Linked DNA regions of Mus musculus: all the other regions are linked to region 2. A link is a contact called in public Hi-C and HiCAR-type data. All regions are on one chromosome and are shown on one strand. The core of a region is the stretch at or near the end of the contact, and the rest is flanking DNA. Distances in the headings are between cores, read along the strand shown. Region 1 has its middle 110 kb from the start of Lpar1. Region 2 overlaps Musk (muscle, skeletal, receptor tyrosine kinase). Region 3 has its middle 20 kb from the start of Olfr267.

Region 1 (4,001 bases), core at 512-3,011, 330 kb after region 2:
TCAACCGTTGTACAGAAGACAACCGAGGAACACCATCTGTGCTCTGCAGGCATGTCAGTTTCCACACTGCTGTGAGGGATTTGCACTGCAGAACTAACCACCCTTTCCTATTTCTGCAGCATAATTTAATAGTATCAGTTTCTTGGCCCAGGAATTCCGTAGCTTTGTAAATCCTCCAGTATATACATGAATTACACACAGAGGGACTCACACACAAATGTTCCTTGTTACAATATAGTTCTGTTCTGATAAGCTCATTATAACTTGAAAATACTGGAAGTCAAAAATGCATTTATCACACAAATAGGCACATTATGTGGATGAATATTTTTCAAATGTGAAAATACAACCACAAAATATGATATCCAAAATATATAAATAAGTAAAATGAGACTGGAGAGGACATTCAGGGAGGAAAGTATTTCCCGTGACAGCATGAGGTCATGAATTCAGATCCTCTACCCTCAAGTAAAAACTAGACGTGAATATCAGCACATGTCTATAACACAGCCCTGGGTTGGGGCATGGAACAGAGACAAATGGATCCTGGAGATTGGTAGGCCAAGTAGTCAAGCCAAAATGATGATCTCCAGGTTCAATGAGAGACCCTGTCTTAAAATAAAAGGTGAAGGGCAATAGAGAAAGACACTGATGTTAGTTTCTGGCCTGCACACACACATGTGCATGAACAGACTTGCACACACACACACACACACACACACAGACAACACAGTATCGACAGTTACCCTCATGAACATGGTATTCAACTAGGAGCTAAGACTCACTATGACTGTCCAGCAACAGGAGCACACACTGCACCAGATAACACTAGTCCACAATACAAGCAAAACTGAACGAGAAAGGACAGCTCCCAACGAATGCATACAGCTTTCATGTCACTAAAATTAAATTGAAAACCCCTAAGTCAAAGCATTATAGATCAGGATCCAGCTCTGTGTGTGCAAAGCTGCCCATAACTTTATTTCAGCTATAGAAATGAAAAACAGGCAAGAAATACAACATGGTTAAACAGCCATTAATGGTGACTGCAAAAGTATCTATGCATGAGAACACTTCTCCAAAAGTTTTATTTAGGGAGGATCAGAACTTCAAGGCCAACTTGGACTACACAGCAAGATCAACGCCAGCCTGAGCTGCACATAGTGATATTTCTCTTAGAGAAAATCATTTGATGCAAAAGCTTAGCTTAAAATGAGTTTTGCGTGGAGCTGCTGTTTAAAAGGTACAGCGGAGTATGGTGTCAACCAGCTCTATGACCTGCCTCCCAATTCCTGACTGCCCAAGCCCCGTGGTGGCCCCAACAGCCTTACCTCTAGGAATCTAGAGATAGCATGGAAAACTGGGGGGTGGGTTACTATATAATGTTAAAAGACTATTGGATGTATACTTTGAAAACTGTAAACATGAATAAAAAGCTCATGGTAACACATAAAAGTGACTTTACAAGCCTATCTGATCTCAGCTAGAGAGATGTATGTATGTGAATATCCAGTAGTTGCTGGGCTCTTGGTTACGTCTGTACTTTTAGTTAAGGCTATGTGTTCCTGTCGTAATTAGAGAGAGGTAGAAAGTCATTAACAAACATGAATACATCTCATTCAAATCCTTTAATTATGTGCATCTATAGGGGAGAAAGCCTTGGGATTTTAAGAAAAGGTTTTATTAGAAACAGCCAAGGCACTCCCCAGCAACCCTACCTCTGGGACATTTATCTGCGGAATTACTCAGAGCACATATGAAATCAATTACAGCCCCCAACTGGCTTAGGGAGCCTCTGTGTGCCTGCGGCCATCTCCACAGCAAATTGTCTCAGCCATGGTCAAAATCAAAATTTCTCAGTTGCCTTGGTTGACCTAGAAATGTTTTATGTAATTTGCTATTATCTGGAAGGAAAGCAGTTGTTTGAAAATAAATCTCTCTCTCTCTTTTTTTTTTTTTTTTAGTTTGTTAGTGTTGCCAAGAAATATTCTTCATCCGTTAGACAGGCCAGGAAAAAAAAAGCTCAGTAAACAAATGGAATCTCCGAAATGAATCTTAAACATTACTCTCCACCAATCTCTAGACAGTCAGAGTGACGGAGAAAGGGGGCAGTGCCTTCAAAAGGCAACGAATGGAGGTGTTCTATACTTTAAAAATTAAACATAAATAAGCAGAGGGATAAGGGCAATGCTATAATCATTTTTAAAATGAGTAGAAAAAAATAATAAAAGAGGCATTTTCTACAAGAAAAGCAAAACCAAAAAAAAAAGTCCCTTCTAGTTAAGATCACTTTTCTTTTTCCATTTTAATAATTTTTCTTACTTTTGAGGCAGGCTGGCCTTGAACTTCTGAACCTCTTGCATCTACCTGCCAAGTGAGGGCTAGGCTTGCAAGTATAGGAGCACAGCACATCCTGGACTCTGCACATGCGAAGCAAGCTCTGACCCACTGAGCTACACCCACAGGCCGTGGGCAACAGTCTCAAAAGGGCCCGTCAGCTGAAGGCAGTCCACCCATCTATCTGCACCTTCCTCACTCTTCATCTCTCTAAAAGGTCTGGCTTGAACCTTTTCCACTTTCTTCAAGCAAGCATCTGCCCATTGTCCCCATGTCTCAGGAGAAGACCTGTCTTTTGTCACTAAGGAAACAGAACCAACCAGCCAGTATCTTAACCATCAAATCTACAGACTTTCTGAACTTCTGTCCTGGTTCTCTCCCATCCCTCCTCTGTCTGAGCCTTCCAACTGAGCTGTAATGTCTTCACTCTCTCCATCTCAGCAACAGTGCTGCTTCAATTACTCCCTCTTTGACCTGCACCCTCATTTTCTGTAGAAAGAGCACTAGAGGCTCTTTAGAAACAACCCTCGCTCAATCCCTGTAATCCCCACTCACCCTAAACTGCAATAGCACATTTCTGCCTTCCTTTAGTGCAAACCTATGGAAGGTTGCCTGTGTTCACACCGCATCCTACACACTGCTCGCACTAGCACCTTTTGGCACACATGTGTTTACTCACTCCTTTATCATCTAGCCATCATCCCAACTAGGTTGTAAACTCCAAGCACTGAGTCCCAAGGGCCCATGAAATGTCCTGGCTAATAACAGGTACCTAGTAATGGTTTGTTCGATGGACGGTTGAGAAAAATAAATCACTATACCAATGGCTAATTGTCACAATGGGAAACAGATCCTCAAACCCGGGTGTACTTTATTTTTTAAATCCCAGGCCCCATGGGTTTGTACTACAACCTGGATCTCTGATAGGGGTGACTGATGTAGTTGGAAATCTCATAGGAAGCAGGGTCTGCCACGGAAATGAACTGAGACGTAAGGCTGTAAGATCCTTCCAAATGAACAGCACATCATGCAAATGGCTTCAGCTTGCGCCAAACTGAGTAATGAGGCCATCTCTAGATGGCCTTTCCTTCAGTCTCTGCTCCATACTTTGTCTCCATATTTCCTCCTGTGATTATTTTGTTCCCCCTTCTAAGAAGCACTGAAGCACCCACACTTTGGTCTTCCTTCTTCTTGAACTTCATGTGGTCTACGAATTATATCTTGGGTATTCAGAGCTTTTGGGCTAATATCCACTTATCAGTGAGTGCATACCATGTGTGTTCTTTTGTGACTGGGTTACTTCACTCAGGATAATATTTAAAGTTCCATCCATTTGCCTGTGAATTTCATGAAGTAATTGTTTTTAATAGCTGAGTAGTACTCCCTTGTGTAAATGTACCACATTTTCTGTATCCATTCCTCTGTTGAGAGACATCTGGGTTGTTTCCAACTTCTGGCTATTATAAATATGGCTGCTATGAACATAGTGGAACATGTGGCCTTATTACCTGTTAGAGCATCTTCTGGGTATATGCCCAGGAGTGGTATAGCTGTATCCTCAGGTAGTACTATGTCCAGTTTTCTGAGGAACCGCCAGACTGATTTCCAGAGTGGTTGTACCAGCTTGCAATCCTACCAGTAATGGAGGAGTGTTTCTCTTTCTC
Region 2 (3,618 bases), core at 1,090-3,589:
CACCTACATGTGCACACACTATGTGCATACTCCCCCACAATTAATGTACACATAATTAAAATGATAAAAAAAACCTCAAAGGAAAAAAAAAAAAAAAGAAAGAACCCCAAACCTCCCAAAGCAGCAGTACCAGTTGCAGACAAAGTGGCCAACCACATGAGCATGTGGAAGACATTTTAGATTTAAGCCACAGGAGAGGCCTAACCTGTATCTAAAATGTTTTCCTCTTTCTAGATACCAGGTTATTTACAATACCAATCAAGTAAAAGCATTCCACCTGGCAGTCTGGGTTAGTTTTAAGTCATCTCCCTTTCTCCTTTATTCCTGCCTGTCACTGATCCCTTGAAACCTTTATAAAGAATTCTCCAACGGAAGGTAGGAAATACTACAGAAGGAAAAGAGTAAGAGAAAGTAAAATATCTAAGCTCTCACTGTTCCTTTGAAATAACCATTCAGAAATAGAGAACTGGCCGAAATTTGAGAAATCTCTTGAACTGCCCTCTAACAAGAAGAGAGACCTGTCATTTCAGGAGTTGGCCTAGGTTTCCTGCTCCCTGCATTTCCCAAGATATTACAAGAACAATTATGATGGACATAGCTCCTGAACACGTACACCCTTTAAAATGGAAACCATAAGACCGGTTATAAATCTGAAAGCAATTTGGAAAATGAATGCGGCAGGTGTTCAGGGTGGGGATAGAAGAAGTATGCCTCTGTTTGTTATAAACTGTTTTGATGTAGGATTCCTGACCTTCAAATAGGGCTGCAAGTTTACCCAAGAGACATAAAGCCCAAAACATGTGAATAGATTCTGTAACAGAAAATCCTAAGGCTCAGCACTGGCCACGTCTTTTGTTCATAGTGCTGGTGAGTGCTGCCATACTCACCCATGGGAAGATTAGATCGTGTGAAATCAGATTACCTGTAGCAAGAGAAGTGTAACATCAAAATAGTTATAAAATCTCTCCGAATCACTAAATAATTTCAAACTCCTATTCAGCACTTTGCTTGCTTATATAACAAAAACATGTTTTCTTACATGAAAGTGAATTACAAAATAAAGACATTTGATGCGCGTTTCACTGGCTAGGAAGCAGATCTCACCGAGCTCCCCTGATCACTGAGCATCTCCCTGATGACGTAGGCTGCATTCTCCGCCTGTGGCTACCCACCGAAGCAATGGGATCTGCTATCCAACTATATCCAAGTTCATTCCTGCAGGGGATGAAGTTAGCCAGACTTTTATTTTTGGTTGCAGCTGCTGGGATTGTTGTGGACGGTTGTTAAGTGTTTGGAATTTCTCTCAGCCCACCTTCACCTTTCACATTTAAAACTGGAAACCAATACAGATGGGGAGCCACACACGAGCCTTATTGCTGATAAAGCTGGATCGAAGAAGGAAGCCTTCTCATCTAGCTAACAAGGAGACTAGCGTAACATGTGTTTGTCATGCTTGCCTCTCCAGCCTTTCCCATGACTCATCTTAATGTCTGGGTAGAGAAGTCCTGACCTGGTAACCTTTTGGTAAACTTCCACCCGCATATCAAGCTCTTTCCCTTCATAGAGGTATGATAGGCAAAAGAATGGTGGTCCAGCAGGGCTGACCTACACAAACTATAAATAACTTCTTTTGCCTTAGCTTACCAGAAAAGTCACCCACTCACTCTCCTACTCATCCACTTATTCATTTAACAAATACTTATGATTTCTTACCCTCTACCAGGCAGGGTACATCTAGCAATACACAGAGACCCACATATATAGGTCAGCCTGCAGTGATGGGCAAAGCCAAGCTAGACCTTGATAATGTTTGCATCCTAGGGAGAGGGACAGCCACAAAACAAATAAATAAAGGACCCACAGTTGTCAAGTGGTGCTAAGTGATATGTGAATATAACCAGAATGAGGGGCATGGAGGGCACAATGAAAACAAGACATTTCAATGGAACCCAAAGGTATGGAGTGTGCTTAGAACCTCCTTTGGGAGGAGGAAAAGTGAAAGGAAAGCTTGAAGATGTCTGTCACTACTGCAAAGGGAAGGCCGACTCTTGTCTTTTGGAGATAACTCAAGAGTGTGGGATAGGCTGGCTTCAGTGTAATCTCCGGTCATTTTCTTCTCTTAACACACTGCACTTAATGATGAAGTCCACTTTGGAGAGAACAACTATTTATTAGCAGTTTTATAGTCTCGGATACACCTATGTGGCCAATAGTACCCATCACGTGTGCCCAAACAGAGCCCCTAGAAAGCACTGGATCAGGCAGGATAGGGGATCCATGAAGTTCGACATCATGATGAGCTGTGCAAGAGCAGCTGGCTGACTTATTCACTATCTCACTTATGCTTAGCTGTGTTGTGCAATATAGACCATCAAGGGTTTCGCAATGTACCTAAGTGGCAATCCATATAATGCAATAGCTGCCAAAAGAAAAGAGAAATGCTGTAAATCAGAACGCAATAAACCCACCCTTGTTACTACATTTCCAAGAAGAATTTGAAGTTCTCGAATTAAAACATTTGCTTCTATAAATCAAAATAGGAGAAAGAATCTAGATTTCCTATTTTTTCCAGTTTGTTTTTATTGTCCTAGTTTTTATCCAAAAGGCCCTCGTTTCAAGTCCAAGGGCTCAGTCAAGCCATTCGAACACTGCTGTAACAAGACTGAAACCAACATGATCCAACTCCCAGTCTTACAAGGCCCACACTGTTCTCAGTGCTCAAAGGCAGTGAGCCCCATGTGCTTCCGATTACAGTGACTCAACTCCAAACCTGCAGTGCCAGCCCCTGCACACACTATTCCAGCCATGTGTTACAGATGTGTGGCATAGCCTAGATCTCCATTACTATCACCAGAAAACAAGAACAGTTATGTGGCTGACCCCTGCTAGAATGCCGGTCAGCCTGGGTTTGGCTGTCAAAAGAGAACAGCCTGTGAACTTGGATTCAGTGGGGAAAATAAGAATCCAAAGTGAGCACTTAGATGATATGGCCCTTAAATCTCTTTCAGAGCATAGCAGATTTCTTCCCTCTTTTTTCTGCATTCTGAGTTTGACAAACATGATCTCCAGGATATTGCTTCTTGTGTTCCTGAACTCTGATTTTTGTTGGGTGTTTAATTAGATACCAGGACCTTCTAAAGCCAGGTTATTGTTGTTATTTTTTAGATAACGTCATATGGTATGTAGTTCATGTTGACCTCAAGCTCCCATGTAGCTGAAGATGACCACTTGGACTCCAATTTTCCTGCCTTTATTTCCTCAATGCTGGGATTACAGACATGTCCTACTCCATGTGGTCTATGTGGTGCTAGGGACTGAACCCAGGGCTTTGTATAACTTAGGCAATCACTCTACCCAGGAAACTATACCTCTAGCCCTCAATTTTAGTTTTAAGAGACAGATTCAACTGCATGTTAACCATTCACTATATTAAAAGAAAAAAAAACTTAGTACTTTTTCAGCACTGTTGTCATTGAACATGACATTTTTATCACTTTTCTGTCCTCTCAACTTTGGGATACAACATTAACATATTTAAAGTGATTGACCCCAAATGGTGTTATAAATAACACATCTTAGAGTCCTCAATATCAAAAGATAGGAAGTCAAGTTAATTCA
Region 3 (3,727 bases), core at 156-2,655, 430 kb after region 2:
CAGAGAAGTGGGAGTTGAGGAGAGGACCTGGTGTCACCAAGAAAGGCTTAGGGATCTGTAAAGAGTATGGGACATCCACCTAGCACTGTATCCCTCATTATAGGTGCTCCCTCTGAGGACACCTTCCCATGGCCTCTGGGAGAAACAGCCACTTTGACTTAGCTCTGCATGTACCACAAGAGAATGCCTTTGTTAATACAATACACAAGTCAGACATTGTTTTCTGTGGGACCTCAGTACCTCATTATAACACTGTTCCCTCTAGGCCATGTACAAGTCTCAGTCTAATCCTTGCTTCTCTGGAGGAAGCTGGGTTTCAAGAGGCTTCATTATAGCTTAGAACCCCAGAGGCAGTGCCACTCTGGAAATACACACTTACTAACTAGAGGGCCAGGGGGCTCAGTCCCAAGGGTGAATTAGGTGAGAGTGAGCTAATGATTAAGAAAAAAGTAAGGGAACTTTTAATCTCCGAAACTTTCCTAAGGAGGACTTGAGGTAGAAGTGAAATTGACTTCTCTTTGAGTGAGAAAGAAATACGGGAGATGGAAGCAGCTCGGAATACTTATTAAAGGGTCACGAGAATAGGAAAACTTGCTCTGTTTTTTATGTTACAGATACTATGAAGATTCATAAGAAGGTAAGAATGTTTAAAGACAATCATCTGAAAACTATGGACTTTCAATGTGGCCCCTGACCTTCTGGCACAAGAATCACCAGGACTGTTTGTAAAAGCCGAGTTTCTGGGTTCCAGACTGGTTTTTTTGAGTCAGAACTGCTGAGATCTAGGCCCAGGGACCTTCACTTACAACCAGTTCCACAGGTCATCATCATCCATACAAAAGCAGAAAGAACAGATAATAAATCTCTGAGCTCTCCAACCCTACACCAATTAAATAAATGGCTAATGTAGTCCTTGTACTCAGTGATTATGTCTGCCCTTCTTAGACAGGACTCCCACCCCACCGCCATGCCTTCAGAGTGAACTCCATCTCCCTGTAGGCAGGTCTCTGTTCTTTACTTCATTCCTCTGTCAGTCCCAACATCAGTTCACCGACCCTGCTCCACAGCTCGACACCTCTCCCAGGACAGGGACAATCAGGTGTGACAAGGTAACTGAGCAATTGCCATCTCCTCCTTCTGGATTCCTCTGCTTAAAACGAGACAGGCTTATTGGTCCAGCATCATGTCCATACTTACCTTGGGGCACCTGGGTCAAAGAAACCCTGCCTCTTTTGGTGAACACTGAGCAAGAAAGGCATACTACAATACTAAACTAAAACACTATACAACAGCGATCTAAAAACATAACTCAAATCAACAAAGAAAGGTCTGTTACTCAGAGGATATTCCACACACACACTGAGTGTTTCTGTGGGGAGCCTAGCTCAGCTTACAGCTGGGTATTAGCTCACCTCCCCAACAGGCTTTCATTTTCTCTAGGCAGAATCTGCCTTCTGTCCTTCCCATTCCCTTCACAGGGCTAGAAGAAGATTTTGAGGTGGGGTTCTGCAAAGGTTAGTATGCAAATCTAGATTAGCTGGGTTTCAAGCATTAGGAATACCTGCTGATAGCCTTGTACCATTGCCCCTTGGATTGTTACATGATCTTGTCATTATGGGGTTTAGAGCCATGTGTGGGCTGAGTAGCCTGCAGCCTAGCCAGCCGCCCATGAGTAATTTAGAAAAGCATGCATGTTTTAATAAAATGCTATTTCCATCTGTAAAACACTGTGAAGTGACATAATTTCTTTTGGTCTGATGAGAGTAAGCCTGTACTTTTGGGTCAGTTTATACTCCACAATTATGCAATATCCAGAAAACAAGTTTGGAAATTCCCATTTCTGTTCCAAAATTTGAGTAACTTATTCCTTGAGTATTTGTTAAAATATATAGGTTGTTTGATGAAAATATTTTTAGCTACCAAAAGTCTCATATGTGTTCCATTTATTATTTAATTTATTCTATTTTCCTAGCAATTTTGTCTATTTCATCCAACTTTCAAAGCTTTTACTATAATTAATATGCATCAAACTTTTATTTCTTTATTAAGGTAAAATTCGTACAGCATGAATTTCATCACTTTAGCTCATGCTGTGTTGTGTGATCACTTCAAAAGGAAGCTCTAGATGATCAGTAATCCACTTTCAGTTCCTAGGGAATGTATCTAGTCTGGACTGTCTATACAAGTGATTGTGTGTCTGACTTACTTCATTTAGCATGTCTTCAAGGTCCATACATGTCACATGAGTCAGTACTTCACTTTTAAGGCTGAATAAGGAACGACATATCTGTTTAGCCATCAGTCAGCTGATAAACATATGAGTCATTCTGTATTTTAATTATTTGAATTTTTAGTACTGAAATGAGCCTTTGTATACAGTATTTGCTTGGATATATACCTCAAAGTGGAATTTCCAGGGCACATAATTGCTTATGGACCTATCAAGTTATTCTTCACAGCAGCTACACCTTATTGCATCAGCAATGCATGAGTTTCAATTTCTCCAATTCCTTGCCAGCACTTGCTATTTCCCACTTGTTTTAGCTATTCCAATGGGAAGGCATGGGTTTCTCATTATAGTTTGAACTTTAATTTCTCTGACTAATAATATGAACATCATTTAATGTGCTTGCTGGTCACAGGTATGTCTTCCAGTAGCTATCTATTCAAGTCTTCCACCTGCTTGCTAATCAGTTGTCTTTTTGTTTCAAAACTCTTCATAGAACAGGTAAATAATATACTAATTCAATTCTTAACTAGCTAATGTTTTCTTATATTCTGTGGGCTACCTCTTCACTTTCTTCATAGTGTCCTTTGATGAGCAAATATTTTTAATTTTGATCAAAACTAATTTGTTAGTACTTTACCTGTATTGTTGCATAGACTTTTTTGTGTCATTTCTAGGAAACCACTGTGTTTTGGTCATGAACATTTGTTTCTCTGTTTTTCCAAATGTTATAGTTTTGGCTTTCACATACTTGTTTGATAAGGACCAAATACATTTTTTTGCATGAAGATATTTCTGTTGTAAATAGGCTGGTTTTTGCCCTGCTGAACACTGTTGGCATCCTGGTCCACTGACACTAGATACCTGAACTTAGTTCTGGCCATTGAGTTCTAGCCCATTGTTCTGCACATTATGGTGCCATTACCATAATGTTTTAAGTGCTACAACTCTAGAATAAGTATTGCTAACAAAAGTGTAAGTCCTCCAACTTCGTTCTTTTGCAAAATATTTTAGGTTATTTGGTATTCCTTAGAAATTGATATAGAAAAAAATACACTAGGTTTTTTTTACATGAGTTTCACTGAATCTGCTGATAAAGTAGAGAAACAGCTCATCTTAGTAGATTGAGGGTAAAGAGATAGCTCAGTCAGTAAAGTGCTCACTGTGCAAGCATGAGAGCCTGTGTTCAGAGTCCTAGAACTTTCATGAAAAGTCCAGGGAAGCATTGCATGTGATTAATCCTAGCACTGAGGATGTGGAGATAAGAGAGTCAGTGGTACTTGCTGACCAGACAATCTAGTCAGTTAGTGACTTTCTTACGAAGAAGAAGAAGAAGAAGAAGAAGAAGAAGAAGAAGAAGAAGAAGAAGAAGAAGAAGAAGAAGAAGAAGAAGAAGAAGAAGAAGAAGAAGAAGGAGGAGAAGAAGAAGAAGAAGAAGAAGTCATAAGTATTATTATAAGTGATTAAGGAACATCAACTTCTAGAAGTCTACACATATAT

What was found. A called contact is a pair of places that touch in the nucleus more often than the background predicts. HiCAR-type assays count read pairs that join an accessible place to other places.
Region 1: a Hi-C map of uterus shows a contact between it and region 2. The contact joins two enhancer-like sites. A contact is called at or near these places in 3 of 484 Hi-C or Micro-C datasets (bone marrow-derived macrophages and uterus) and 2 of 115 datasets of contacts at active chromatin or transcription factors (acute myeloid leukemia and fibro-adipogenic progenitors).
Region 3: a contact with region 2 is called in a HiCAR-type map of fibro-adipogenic progenitors, with 6 times the contacts expected there. The contact joins two enhancer-like sites. A contact is called at or near these places in 1 of 484 Hi-C or Micro-C datasets (bone marrow-derived macrophages) and 1 of 115 datasets of contacts at active chromatin or transcription factors (fibro-adipogenic progenitors).

The regions. Positions count from the first base shown.
Region 1 is chr4:58,662,055-58,666,055 of GRCm38.p6, forward strand. No RefSeq gene overlaps it. Among named protein-coding and RNA genes, the nearest start is that of Lpar1, 110 kb to the left of the region's middle. Within about 2 kb of position 1,762, at least 18 of the 459 cell types and tissues checked have an H3K27ac peak or open chromatin away from gene starts, as enhancers often do. A contact at or near this core is called in uterus, where this site is marked.
Region 2 is chr4:58,328,707-58,332,324 of GRCm38.p6, forward strand. The region is part of intron 6 of Musk (muscle, skeletal, receptor tyrosine kinase); the gene reads left to right. Among named protein-coding and RNA genes, the nearest start is that of Musk, 45 kb to the left of the region's middle. Within about 2 kb of position 2,340, at least 55 of the 459 cell types and tissues checked have an H3K27ac peak or open chromatin away from gene starts, as enhancers often do. A contact at or near this core is called in fibro-adipogenic progenitors and uterus, where this site is marked.
Region 3 is chr4:58,763,811-58,767,537 of GRCm38.p6, forward strand. No RefSeq gene overlaps it. Among named protein-coding and RNA genes, the nearest start is that of Olfr267, 20 kb to the right of the region's middle. Within about 2 kb of position 1,406, at least 18 of the 459 cell types and tissues checked have an H3K27ac peak or open chromatin away from gene starts, as enhancers often do. A contact at or near this core is called in fibro-adipogenic progenitors, where this site is marked.